2 separate regions of the Zea mays genome follow, and region 2 is linked to region 1. Evidence: chromatin contacts called from public Hi-C data. All regions are on one chromosome and are shown on one strand. The core of a region is the stretch at or near the end of the contact, and the rest is flanking DNA. Distances in the headings are between cores, read along the strand shown.

Region 1 (7,435 bases), core at 2,724-5,223:
CACCAGGCCGTTGGGTTCCGACCGTTGGAGCTCTGACTTGTGGGCCCGCCTGGCTGTCCGGTGGTGCACCGGACAGGCCCTGTAGGCTGTCTGGTGTGCCACCCGCGCGTGTTCTGACTTCTGCGCGCGCTGGCGCACATTTAATGCGCCTGCAGTCGACCGTTGGCGCGAAGTAGCCGTTGCTCCGCTGGCACACCGGACAGTCCGGTGTGCACCGGACATGTCCGGTGAATTATAGCGGAGCGGATTCCCGAAGCTGGCGAGTTCAGAGTCGCTCTCCCCTGGGGCACCGGACACTGTCAGGTGGTGCACCGGACAGTCCGGTGAATTATAGCGGAGCTCCTCTGAGAATTCCCGAAGGTGAGGAGTTTAGCTCTGAGTCCCCTGGTGCACCGGACACTGTCCGGTGGTGCACCGGACACTGTCCGGTGGTGCACCGGACAGTTCGGTGCGCCAGACCAGGGTGCCTTCGATTATCCCTTACTCTCTTAGTTGAACCCTTTTCTTGGTCTTTTTATTGGCTTAGTGTGAACCTTTGGCACCTGTATAACTTATAGACTAGAGCAAACTAGTTAGTCCAATTATTTGTGTTGGGCACTTCAACCACCAAAATCAATTAGGAACTAGGTGTAAGCCTAATTCCCTTTCAGGGTTAAACCTCCTTTCCATTATTAAGGTATTCTTATTACCATTATTATTATAATTATTTTTAAATGCACAAACAATTAAACTCCAACATGATGCACAAGTTGTTCATGTGTTATTTGTTATTCATTCTTTTTTAGGAGTGGGTGTTCTCATATGATCATAAGTAGAGACAAAATGCATAAGAGAGTTATCCCCATTTTCTATGGTTTACAACTTTGGGTATTACATGAGCTTAGGCTTTGCGTGCTTTGGTCACTAGTATTTGTAGGAACTCCCTGTTCGTTTGAAGTACTAGCTGTATAGGTTTGTATGACCTTGTCAACTATAATTGTTAGGTGAGCTCTGCAAAGAGTAGTACTTTAGTTGTTTAACTAAGATCTTTATAAGGTGTTATTAATAGATAGTGGGGTATAGTCTTGACTAGATCGGTAAGTTTAATTCCATTGTGCCTCAAGTTTTAGAAAAAAACTATTTATGTTCTTCTTGTTCTCCATGTTTACCCTACAACATCCTTTCTACAGAGAGTGGTGCTACACATTCACCATGCTACCAAGTACACAAAAAAGTGGCCAGCAGAGCTAGCAGAGTTTGACCTCCATTTTTGCAACCTCCATTTTTGGTCCCCGCCATAGTGAAGAGCTAGGCACCCGTAGACTTTTTGTGGTAGAGTGGACCCCCTCAGGTCACTTAGACTTAGATCCAGATTCTACCCATATCGTTTATGAACCACCTCTCAATGATGATCCGTTGGTGCTCAACTTTGATGGGTCTAGCCGTCATGACAACGCTAACACATGGTTTCTTCTGGTTTCTCCAACCAATGAACAAATCTACTATGTATTATACCTTTATTTTTCCACCACAAATAATATGGCCGAGTACGAGACACTCACCATTGGCCTGAAAAATCATCATCCCTCTCGAAGTTCCCTAGTTGTTAGTCAAGGTGACTTCGAGCTGGTGATCAATCAAGTTTGTAGGCTCTGCATGTAACAACAAACAGCCGGCGGCCAACACCATCGAAGCCAAGTAGTTGGATCTCTCATTCGACATTGTGCATATATATTCTTATAAGATAGAAAACATGATGTCCAGTGAACTGTTCACAGTTTCTTCAACTTAGGTACCTCAACTTGTGAGGACCTACGAGTTAAGGCTCCCAAAACATGCCACTAACTATATCTACCTACGCGAGGACTCAACTGACACATGAGCGTTGGTGGCCCCAACAGTGTTGAATTCAAACGCCTCGCCCACCATAAATGATGTCTTAGACTACCCCGGCCCGGGCCCATAGACCTAGCTAGGAATGCTTAGATAGAACTTGATGCATAGATCTCTAAGATCCTAGACTACTTAAATGACAATAACCTCCCTAATGATGATATAGTTGTGGAGTACATCTCTTACTAGGCTAAGAAGTATACATTGGTAGAAGGGAACCTTTAATATCGTGGTGTCGTAGAGTCATCTATAAATGTGTTTTCTAAAGGGACAATAACAATATACTCATTGACATCTATGATGATGACTATAGCAACTATTCATTGTCTCAGACGATAGCTGATAAATCCTTCCAAAAGTTCTCTACTACGGTGTTTTTCTATAACACATCATAAATATACCCCTGCTCTAAAACATGTTAGGGCCTCTTTGGGATTTTGACGGATCTTGGAAAGTGTCTTCAAAGTTGGATCGACTTTTGCCAAACAATTTTCTTTTTCTACCAACCGATTCTACGTTGATGATGTGAAGTGATTCACTAAAATGAAATAGGATTAGGAGCTAAAAATTGACTCTCTCTCTCTGAATTCACTCCATGCATAGAATTACAATACACAAATAGTTTATCCAAATAAAAGCAATTTTTTAAGAGGACCACAAAGAATCATTTTCAAATTTCACCGTACAGAACCAATTCCCATTAATTCTCTTCTTTCAGTCTACTTGTATGTTTGGATCCACTTATTTTTAAGAGCTTATTTTAATAAACTAGCATTTACTTGGTTGTTGAGAAAAAACACTTACTGAAGAAGCTAGAAAAAAGCCAGCCCAGATGTTTGGTACTTTTGTAGCTTTTCATGTTCCCTCTCGCTCGTTGTTTATCGCGTTGCCAATAGTGAAACGGAGGGAAGAGCAGGATCCATGGCTGGCCCAAAAGCAAGGATAAGAAGGATCTTGCCTCGACGCGATGCAAGTGGAAGGAGGATGCGTGTCAGGTGATGGCTTTGCGGGAGGCGCACACGGTGGCGACGATGGGGAACTCGTGCTCGACGCCAATAATAAGAGAAGCTCGCGAGCGATGCCTATGATGGGGGAGGATGTGAACTTCGTTGGCGGGGACGAGGAGAGGGGCACCGGAGGCGACAAAGAGGTGCACTATCGATGGGTGGGGAAGGGTGGCACTGGTGGTCGGGGCGGTCACATGCGGACCTGACAGAGAAGAGGCACACACGGGCGAAAAGCCGGAGAGCCGCTCGGTGGTGGCGTTTGGCTCATGTGTTTCGCTAGTTATTTTGGAAAAGCTGATGTTGGGATAAGCTCGTAAGAGCATCTCCAAAAGATCCTAAAAATAAATCTCCCATTACATGGGAATTAAGATCTCCCTAAATCTATTAATTCCAAAAAGTGTTAGTACTCCAACAACTCCCAATATATTCTCAAAAACGTACTCAATAGGACCCATAATACTATATCATCATGACTTATTGCACGTGAAAAAATCTTAATTTGTTGCATCCAGATCGAATGTCAAATAATTAGAGCACAATTTGGTGTAGAGGGCACAATTTGACTAAGATGACGTGTTGTGTTGCACATTCATGTCAACGTTACGACTTGTAGGATGTGTGGCATTGTATATCATTTTCTAATATTTTTTGCTGTTCATTTTCGCTGTATATTGTCCATGGACAGGCGCAAAAGTGTGTGCCACCCTAGTCGACTGAATGCTGGTGAAAACCACGTGGGAAACGAAAAACGGTGCGATTGGGAGCTCGACGGCAACAAATGTTTGCGCCGTGCACACGATGATTTTCACCTGCGAAAGTTTAGGAATGCTACATACATTACTGTGGAATTATTTCCCCTAAAATAAGGATTAGGACAATGATTTTAGGGATGTATTGAAGATGCACTAAAAAGTTGGGTGTTTGGAACTGTTTCTACTTATTTTAGATGAAAAGCCCCCAAAAATCAGATCCAAACACGGCCTCCTTTTGCGGGGTCTATTGGGCCAACTGGGCCGAAAAAAGGAGTGGACATGGACAGCAGCCGGGGCTCTTTTCACACAGACACGGGTGGGTTGAGTTGGAGTGTGGATGGAACCATACACTCTATCTCTTCCTTCTCCCAACCCCGCTCAAAACCCTAGCTCAACGCCACAGGCTCGCCGACTTTCGCCCGGCCGCCGCCGGGGACGATGGCGAAGCCTCGGCGCGGCCGCTCCGCGTCTCGCTCCTCCTCGGGATCTTCTTCCCGCTCGCTGTCCCACTCCGTCTCCTCCGGCTCTGTCTCGTCCCGCTCCCGGTCGCGCTCCCGCTCCTTCTCGTCGTCGTCCTCCCAGTCCCGGAGCCGCTCCCCTCCTCAGGCTAAGCGCAGGTGAGGCTCGACCCTATACGGTATAGATCCACTGATTCTAGGCTAATCTGTTAGGTTCTCTTGCATTTGTTCGGATGTTTTTTCATGTGTGTTTAGTTGTTTGTCCGGGTAGCGAGTTATCCCCGTCTTCAACGTTTACGATTTATTTACATATTTGTGTGTCACTTTGTCAAACCCTAGTGCCATCTGTAACCTCATCTTAAGCCTTGAGGTGGCTGCAACTGGAGTATCTAGAACGGGGCTGCTTGATTCAGATAATTTTACACTTCCACAATCGTGGCTTGCGTGTTCAAACTACTTCTGTTGAATACAGTTACAGTTATACCTTGTGGCACTCAACAGAATTGATGCTGTCATTCAGCAGTGAACAGAGCCAGAGTCTGGTAACAGTTTTTTCTAACGCTGAATTCAGTTTTTTCAGTTTTGCTTGTGATAGGCTGGAAACATAAGTTAAATATATGACCCTGCATTCAGAATTCAGATGGACACCTTTGATTGGTTCCATTTCTCTGCCGTAGGCTTATTATTTAGCCGTGCCTTTTGCAGTTCCTATAATAGCACAGGCCTGTGCTGGCCAGCATTTGCAACCCAAATCAATTTGTTGATACCATTTTATTGATTGAATCTGTTGGGGACTTGTTCTCAAATGCTTCGAATTAAGAACAAGGCAACACAAAAATGTTAAGTATAAATGCCCTTCGTCCGCTGAAGCATTATCTCCCCAAGGATTTAATGAGCTTCGGACGAAGGTCATGAGTAGAGTATCACGAAGGTTTCACCTTCGTGATCATGTTTTTAAGACAACAATGAGAAATGAAATATAAAACACAAAATATACTCACATGTTTTATTATATGAATATACAAGTATTGAAACATGATATTTAAGAACATTTATACATTCGTCTTGACAGAAAACAATAATCCGGGCGTAACGTGTCCGTGATTACAGGATCGCGTGAACAGTACCGGGATACTGTTCACCTATTTATAGGCACAGGATGCAACCTGCGCAAAATTACATTTATATCCTTTACAATCGACTACAATAATGACACAAAACATTATGGGTCTTTAAGTCAATTCATCTTTAAGTCGGTTCGATCCTTCATCTTGAGATTTGTCTTTGTGCCGAAGCTTCATAGATAATAGCTTCGGCGCTTGCTTCTGAGAAGACCTTTCGAAGGTGTTCTTTTTAGGATCTTCGGCTACGAAGCATACCCCCAACAGAATCCATCCTGCCACATGCTTTTGCTTCTCCCTGTTAACATATTTTTATTGCTGTCATGGGCTCATGGCAATTTAAACTTTTCTCATATATGAAGTCAAACAGTTACATGGCGTACATTCTGCTTGAACATGGTTGTTTGGTATTTTTCTCATGAACTGTAATGTTTCTTATGCTGGTTCTCTTTATATCGGGTGCATTTACTTATGGATACTATTGTCTGCCCAGTTCGCCTGGAGCACGGAAAGGGCGATCACCTTCACCGCCCCCTAAAAAGGGTTCACCTTCAAAGAAAGTCCGTTCGCCATCACCACCACTTAAAAAGGCTTCACCCCCTAGGTATATACAGGTTTTCATATAACTGCATATGTTACTTTAATTCTCTGGCTATGTTTTTTGTTAATTATATATATTTAAGCATGCTGTTTCACTTTTTATTTGACTATCATTTTCATCTTCTATATGTGAAGTAAACTGTATTTTGTCAAATAGGATGCTGTATATGGGTTTTATCTTGTATATATGAAGTGAATTGTAGTTTGTCAAATAGGATGCTGTATATGTGCTAACAATACAAAGGATCTTCAAAGTTCTTATTATGCTGGGTGCTACAGCTCCTCACGTTAGTAAGAAAATATCATAGCAGCATCTGATAATTTTCTTTGCACCTGTGATGTTGCTGATTACTGTTCATAAGCTTATCGACTTCTTTTGCACTATATATTTCTGGGAAATTTTCTATCATGTAACATAACCTGCTGCTGAGCAATTTCTGTTATTTTCAGAGATTTCATCTGTTTCCCTAGGAACTCTGCATGGTTTTGTGCTCCGTGTTTCCATCTCTTATCTCTACACATGACTCTTGTGCCCTAAATTATTAAAGAGGTTATTGGTTTCAGGAAAGTGTCGCCTCCTGCTGAATCAGCTGTTCTCTGCATTGATCATTTATCAAGGAATGTTAATGAGGCTCACTTGAAAGAGATATTTGGTGAGTTTGTGTTTATATTTCCATGCACTTTATTCTGTTGTAACTTGAAAGTCTACTGTGATGATTATATTCATAGTGAAGACATTAAAGATAGTAAAATTATATTTGCATTTCCATGAGTTTTCCTTGTGTGATTATCACCTGAGTGACCACTTAGTGTTTATGATAGTAATAGTATCCATTTTTTAGTATTCAAATGTCTACAGTCTATATTATGGTTGGAGCCAATATATATTTTTGTATCTATCTCCAACAATCATGTGTTCATGATGTACCCACATTGGTTTGGTTAAACACACTGATCTTCCCACTGGTAGCCTCATGTGGGGATGATCCTGTTTCTATAGTAATCGGCCAAAAGACTTGCTGATTCTAGTAGGATTTTACTGTTGTTCCTACAAACTCTTGCATACAGTACTGGCAATAAACAAGTGCTTTTGCGAAGTCGTTATGTTGCCAAATGAATCCAAAAAACCATATTGGACTAATTATCTGTATTTTCAGGAAACTTTGGCGAAGTGGTGAATGTGGAGCTATCAATGGACCGAATGGTAAGTGAACATGTCGATCTCTTGTTCTATTATTCTGGTGGGGATGTATGTCTTGTGCTCTCCTGAACACCTGCTGTTTGTTTTCTTAGGTTAACCTTCCTCGTGGCTATGGATATATTGAATTCAAGAAGAGAGCTGATGCTGAGAAGGCTCTTCTTCACATGGATGGTGTATGCATTCTACCCTATGCTTATTCTGTCTTTTTTTGTTGAAAAGTAAATGGCCAACAAGTTCTAAAAATCTATCCAGGGTCAAATTGATGGAAATATTGTTAAGTTGAGATTCACTCTTCAACCACGCCAAAGGGCTGCATCACCTGTAAAAGCTCCGCCCCCTCCTCCAAAAAGAGATGCTCTTCAGATTGAAAAAGGTGTTAGCAGTGCTGAAAAGGATGCCCAGCAGCGTCCTAAGGAATGTACGC
Region 2 (6,900 bases), core at 3,505-6,004, 430 kb before region 1:
TAGGTGAGCGGGGTCGCTTTGCTGGCCGGTCACTGGGGCCGGCCTTCTTTTTTACGTATTTAGACAATAATTGATCAAAAGTTGGGCCGGCTTTAACCAACCGACCAGCTGCTTTGAATGTATTTGTTTTCCACGTACCTATCTCTGGTCGTCGTGGTTTGAAAGTACGTGGACGTTGTGAATCCTGAGTACGGCCGGACCGTCCGCCGTAGCTCTCCGGACCGTCCGGTGGGGTCCCGGACCGTCCGCGCCTACGTGCCGGACCGTCCGGGATACGCAGTACGGGCTCCTGCATCTGTCTCCCTGTCTGCGCTTGCCCCCCAGTACTGGAGGCTGTGATGGTCACCTTTAGGGTCTCCCCTCCATCGGGAGTCTTCTCGGCCACCACTTTCCTGCAAGAAACTTTACGATCCCCATCGGCCTCTTTAGCATTGCCGATGATTATCTCTTTGCCTTTGTCTTTATCGGCTGTGTTTGGCCGAACTAGGACTTTCTTGCCCTCGAAGTCAATCATGTTCATCGGAAAAGGGCTCTGTATCCACCTGCATTTCCTGAAATTTCAATCGTCCTTCATTAATGGCCGATTGAATCTGTCGACGGAATACATTACAATCATTAGTGGCATGAGAAAATGAGTTATGCCACTTGCAATATGCACGACGTTTTAGCTCGTCGGCGGATGGAACAGTGTGATTTATTTTAATGTTGCCATTTTTAAGTAATTCATCAAATATTCTATCACACTTACCAACATTAAATGTAAACTTAACCTCCTCTTGCCGTTTCTTTTGAACCGGCTGTAAGGAGGCACAAGCCGAAGATTTGGCCTGCTTTGGCCAAACCATTTCAGCAGCATACACCTCTGCTGATTCGTCTTCTGAGCTACTTTGGTCGCATTCTACTACATGTACGTTGTGACGAGTTGTTTTAGCAGTTTCTTTGCTTCGGCTTTCACAAGCCAAAGCTCTCTGGTGTAATTGTGCTAGTGTAAAGAATTGGATGCCTTCTAATCTTTCTTTTAAATAATATCGCAGACCATTAAAGGCTAATCCTACTAGCTGTTTCTCTGCTAAATGAATTTGAAAGCATCGGTTTCTTGTATCTCGGAATCTCCGGATGTAATCATTAACCGATTCATCTTTTGTCTGTCGCAACGACACTAAATCTACTAAATCCAACTCATAGTCACCGGAGAAAAAATGATCATGAAATTTTTGTTCTAGATCCCCCCATGATGAAATGGAATTAGGAGGTAAAGTGGCATACCATGCAAACGCGGTTCCTGTTAGCGATAATGAAAATAAACGCACGCGAAATGCCTCTGTGTCGGCCAATTCTCCCAATTGTGCTAAGAACTGGCCTATATGTTCGCGTGTGTTTTTCCCTTGATCACCCGAAAACTTTGCGAATTCGGGTATCCTGGTTCCCTGTGGGTATGGGTGGTGATCAAATCGGCTGTCATAAGGTTTCCGATATGATTGCCCCCCAGGGACCATGCTTACTCCGAGCTTATCTCGGAACGCCCCGGCTATTTCTTCCCTTACTATATCAATGGCAGCCGGTGCGAGACCACCGGCTCTCTGGTCAAACATAGGTGGGGTTGGCTGGATATTAGCATGCTGTCTTTCCCCCCATTGGTTTGAGTTACGTGGTGCATTGCCACTTGCCCTATATGGTTCGTATGTTTGATCGTTCCTTTCCGGCCTTCTAGGTGGGGCCGGAAAGTTTTCCTGGGTTCTAGATCTCGAATTAATAGGTTGATGCATTGTATAGTGCGATGGGAAGTGTTGCTGGGACGGGTGAGGATTCAGGTAGCAATCCTCCTTAAAAAGGTCGTATGCGGACTGTCCGGTCATTGGCCCGTACCGTCCGTGATTATGTGCGGACCGTCCGTCGTTGTACGCGGATGGTCCGACTGGGTAGTTTGGGTTCTGTGCCGTGTGTGGTGGCTCGGGCGCATATCTAGGTAACTCATTAAAAATAGGCCCGACTGTTGCTGGCCCGGACGGTCCGCGCTCACGTGCGGACGGTCCGGGCATGTGCAGATCGGCTGATTTGCTGCCGATTTGCGGTTGCTTAGGGTATGTGTCCATCGGCATCCCATAAAGGGGTTGTGACTGGTCGTGACAACCTGTAGCCGATGTGTTACACGCGTTATCTCCTAACTCAACCTCGTGCGAAGGAAAATTTGCGGTACTAGATTTATCAAATGCACGTACTAGTCTCTTAAGATCGCTTTGCATACCCCCTATGATGTTCTGCATTTGTTCACGCTGATCTTCTACATAATTTCTAAGAGATTGCAGATCGTTGGTATTACTTACATTGGGGATATCTGGCGTGGGTTGGAGCGAAGCCGGATCCGTCGCCCGATGTCGGACGACCTTGTTGTTCCTGTCCACTTTGAAGTTGGCCAAGAACTTCGCTTTCGCCTCCTGGATCATCTGCTCCTTGTGCTCTTCGAACTGGAGCTGCTCGTCAGCCGGCAAGGTTTCCCAAGTCGGCTCTATGATGTTGCTTGGAGAAATATCAGAGCTTTCCCTTGAACCGGCCATTGAGGGCCGATTTGATGGGCTTAGATGTTTTGTCCCCAGCGGAGTCGCCAAAAAGTATATTGACGCCTTTTCGGAGCGCCAAACACTCAACAAGAACCGTGGCGGTGCCCTCTGCACAGGGGCGGACGGTCCGCGCGCAGGGGCCGGACGGTCCGCGGCCTGGTGCGAGGCGCGGTGGTGCTCTCTGCGCAAGGGCGGACTGTCCGCGGCCTGGGGCCGGACGGTCCGCGGCCTGGTGCGCTGCTGGGACTTCTGCCTGACGGCCGGACGGTCCGCGCCCTGGGGCCGGACGGTCCGCACGTACGCAGGGACGGCGGAAGATCGCCGACGGCGCCTGGATCTCGCTCCCGGGAGGGACCCCGTCGGGGAGTAGAGATCCTAGGTGGTGTCTAGGCTCGGGCAGGCCGACCTAGACTCCTCTAATCGACGTAGAGTCGAGGAGAGACGGAGAATTTGGGGATCGAGTGGCTAAACCTAAACTAGACTAGAACTACTCCTAGGATAAAATGCGAATGAAAGTTGTATTGATTCGATTGTTGATTATTCCAAATCGGCCGTAGACCTCTCTATTTATAGAGGAGGGGGGCTAGACCCTTTACACAACTGATTCCGAGCTAATCCCGCGAATATAGCTAACAACCGTAGCACAAAACTCGGAACCCTAATCTGTTCTGCGCACGTGCGGACCGTCCGGCCCACAGGCGCGGACTGTCCAGACCGCGGACCGTCCGGCCTCAGGGCCGGACCGTCCGCAACTCTCTTTTTTGGTTCGAACAGCATGCATGTACAACTAATACATGAATACATCAAAAGCAATTTTAGATGAAAAGTGCTGAGTTGCGTTGCGTTGCGTTGCATGTTTGTGGCCTGGACGGGACCGGGAGCCGGCAACTGGGCGGACCGGGCGGCAGGGTCTCAAAAAGAAAGAAAGAAAAAACGGTTTTGATGCGCTGCTGGGTCCACTCCACTTTCAAGAAAAACCGGTTTCTAGTTGCCTGGCGGAGCGCATGCATGTGATTCTCAAATCGCCAAAGATGTCTGTCTTGTAGCCGACCCAGCCACTTGCTGCTCACCTCGTCTCTCTTCCACTCGTCTCCTCTCCTCTTGCAATACATACATAACACACCCAATCCTCTCGCATCCTCTCCGGTATCGAGGTATGTCTATCGCGTCAATCTATCTGGCGCGACAAGGTAGATTTAAGGGGTGTTTAGTTTAATGAATCATTATATCCAAATTAAGATAGTGCATTATGGGTTTATTCCTCAAATTTAGTGGGATAACCTCATTCCCCATATTAGTACTAACTAACTAACTATGAGTAATGAGGTGGTGATGGATCAACTTATTCCAATCCACAAATCTAACAAAAATATTGAAGAGTGAGAAGATAATGGACTAGCTTATTCCTCAAACCAAACACCCTATTAGGGTTTGTTTGGTCCTAGGAACTAAGTATTAGTCCATCTATTTTAGTCTTATTTAATCCCTAAATTGACAAAGAGTGGAAATAAAACGGAAAAAACTGTTGTAGTCCCTAGTCCTTAGTCTCGTTTAATGTGTATTGAATGTTTTTAGTCCCTAAAATCAAACATGATAAAAACTAAGGTCTGTTTAGATCTCATGTGCTAAACTTTAGCAAAATGCTGAAATTTAGCACATCTTGAGAAACTTAAACTGTTATTATTGGATGCTCAAGTTTATCTTCACTTTTAGCAGTTATTTTTTGGATGACCGAGTGCCAAATTTAGTTAAAAAGTATAGTGCTAAACTTTAGCACCATTGATCTAAATAGACCCTAAACTTTAGTCGAGACTCGACTAAAGAAATCAAACGAGCTTTTATCACAACAGATCTTGACACAATGAAACAGATGATATTTATAAGAATAAAAACACAGTTAAAACTAGCTTTAAATTTTCTTTCAAAAAGTTTTAACAAAAAACCGATATTTATAAGGATCAGTCCAGATACCCTGTCCCCGTCAATTCCCGTTGGGGCGTTGCATACATCGCCGTCGCCGCCTGTCTCGTATCGTACCCAACCGACCCGACCCTGTAAACCCTTTTTTCCCTGCGTTTGCTAGAGTCCACGACAGCAGCGTACATGGCCACGTAGCGCCGCCTCATTGGCCTGGAGCACTGCTAAGCTGTCAAAGAGGGGGGAGAGAGAGAGAGACAGACACAGGCAGTGAGTGGGCAGCAGCCACTCGCTCTCCCCACCTCGTCTCTCTTCCACTCATCCCCTCCCTCGCCCCTTCGCCTCGCCTCTCTTCTTCGGATCGAGCAGCAGTACTGCACTGCATGCCGCCGATACAAATCCCATCCTCTCCCTCCTCTACTGCACCTGCACCACAGTAGCTAGCTAGCTATCTTTGCTACGGCGGCTCTGTAATCTGGTCCACTAGCGCTCCATTCGACCCCACCCACAGCCATGGCTGCCGTGACCGCGGCGGCCGTCTCTCTGCCCTCCTCCTCCTCCTCCCCTGCCGCCGCCAAGGCCAAGGCGTCCGCGTCCGCGTCCCCGTCGTCTCCATGCGGCCACCTCCAGTTCCCGCGGCGGCACGGCGGCCCGCGCGCGGTGCGGCTGCGCGTGCAGGTGTCCACCACCGAGACCGCGGAGGCGGAGCCGGTCAAGAAGCTGGAGAAGGTGTCCAAGAAGCAGGAGGAGGGGCTCGTCACCAACAAGTACAAGCCCAAGGAGCCGTACGTCGGGAGGTGCCTGCTCAACACCAGGATCACCGGCGACCAAGCGCCCGGGGAGACGTGGCACATGGTCTTCAGCACAGAAGGTAGGTAGCTTACCTAATTAGTAGCAGTAATCTAGTGTTAGTTAGGATAAGGTAAGGTGATGTATTGGGTGGTCGTGCATGCAGGCGAGGTCCCCTACAGAGAGGGCCAGTCCATCGGCGTCATCGCGGATGGCGAGGACAAGAACGGCAAGCCGCACAAGCTCAGGCTCTACTCCATCGCCAGCAGCGCCCTCGGAGATTTCGGCGACTCCAAGACGGTGAGCCAATGATTAATACAAATTAATTAATTAATTATATGTATGTATCACCATTAAGATAGCTATGGCAACTTTTGTTGATGTGCAGGTGTCGCTGTGCGTGAAGAGGCTGGTCTACACCAACGATCAGGGGGAGGTCGTCAAAGGAGTCTGCTCGAACTTCCTCTGTCAGTTGTCTAGCTTTAATTTCCGCCATGTCTCAGTTCTTCCATGCAGACTAATATATTATATACTAAGCATATATATACATACTAATGCAGGTGACTTGAAGCCAGGCGCTGAGGTGAAGATCACAGGGCCAGTGGGCAAGGAGATGCTCATGCCCAAAGACCCCAACGCAACAATCATCATGGTGAGTAGAGTTAGAGTCAGCTCATCCATCCATCTAGCTAGCTATCCCTCCATGAAACCGCTTATCATCTCGCACTGGTAAATCCTGATGTGTTCATCAGCTCGCAACGGGTACCGGCATCGCTCCGTTCCGCTCCTTCTTGTGGAAGATGTTCTTCGAGGAGCACGAGGACTACAAGGTCTCAAACTCTCAAATAATTAATCAAACAACAACAGAGACAGACAGACAAATTGATGAAATGAACTAATTAATTAATGAACTGAATCTATATCCAACATGATATACATAGTACACCGGGCTGGCGTGGCTGTTCCTGGGCGTCCCGACCAGCGACACCCTGCTGTACAAGGAGGAGCTGGAGAAGATGAAGGAGATGGCGCCGGACAACTTCCGGCTGGACTTCGCGGTGAGCCGGGAGCAGACGAACGCGGCCGGGGAGAAGATGTACATCCAGACGCGCATGGCGGAGTACAAGGAGGAGCTGTGGGAGCTGCTCAAGAAGGACAACACCTACGTCTACATGTGCGGGCTCAAGGGCATGGAGAAGGGCATCGACGACATCATGCTCGACCTCGCAGCCAAGGACGGTAAGCTGTCTGTCATCGCTCTTGTCCTTCGTTTTTGTGCTCGATATGAACAAGTAGCTAGCTAACTAACGTAACCTTTCTTGCTGCATTGGTTTGGTTATCATCATCATCATCATCATCCGTCAGGGATCAACTGGTTGGACTACAAGAAGCAGCTCAAGAAGAGCGAGCAATGGAACGTCGAAGTCTACTGATGATGATCCTTCATTGTATTGTTCAGCTCAAGCAATCTGGTGGTGATGAGTTTGCATTGCATTGTACGTAGTATTGCGGAGATCAATCGAATCGTTTGGCTCGTCGTCATTCTATCGATGTACATACATTATATATGATGAAAGACATATATAATCGTTTCTTTCAGGAATTTGTTGTCTCTCTGCACGTGAATTTGTTGCGA

What was found. A called contact is a pair of places that touch in the nucleus more often than the background predicts.
Region 2: a Hi-C map of ear shows a contact between it and region 1, with 2.5 times the contacts expected there. The contact joins the promoter of LOC541626 here to the promoter of LOC103650711 in region 1. A contact is called at or near these places in 2 of 25 Hi-C or Micro-C datasets (ear and leaf).

Annotation. Positions count from the first base shown.
Region 1 is chr3:148,923,845-148,931,279 of Zm-B73-REFERENCE-NAM-5.0, reverse strand. LOC103650711 reads left to right here and starts at 3,973. Exons shown (of 12, transcript NM_001324272.1): 1 at 3,973-4,248; 2 at 5,704-5,814; 3 at 6,375-6,463; 4 at 6,968-7,014; 5 at 7,104-7,184; 6 at 7,264-7,429. The coding sequence starts at 4,070.
Region 2 is chr3:149,357,190-149,364,089 of Zm-B73-REFERENCE-NAM-5.0, reverse strand. It overlaps LOC541626 (ferredoxin), which reads left to right and starts at 4,754. Exons shown (of 7, transcript NM_001111381.1): 1 at 4,754-5,346; 2 at 5,431-5,564; 3 at 5,653-5,731; 4 at 5,825-5,916; 5 at 6,017-6,094; 6 at 6,206-6,503; 7 at 6,630-6,900. The coding sequence starts at 4,989. The coding sequence ends at 6,697.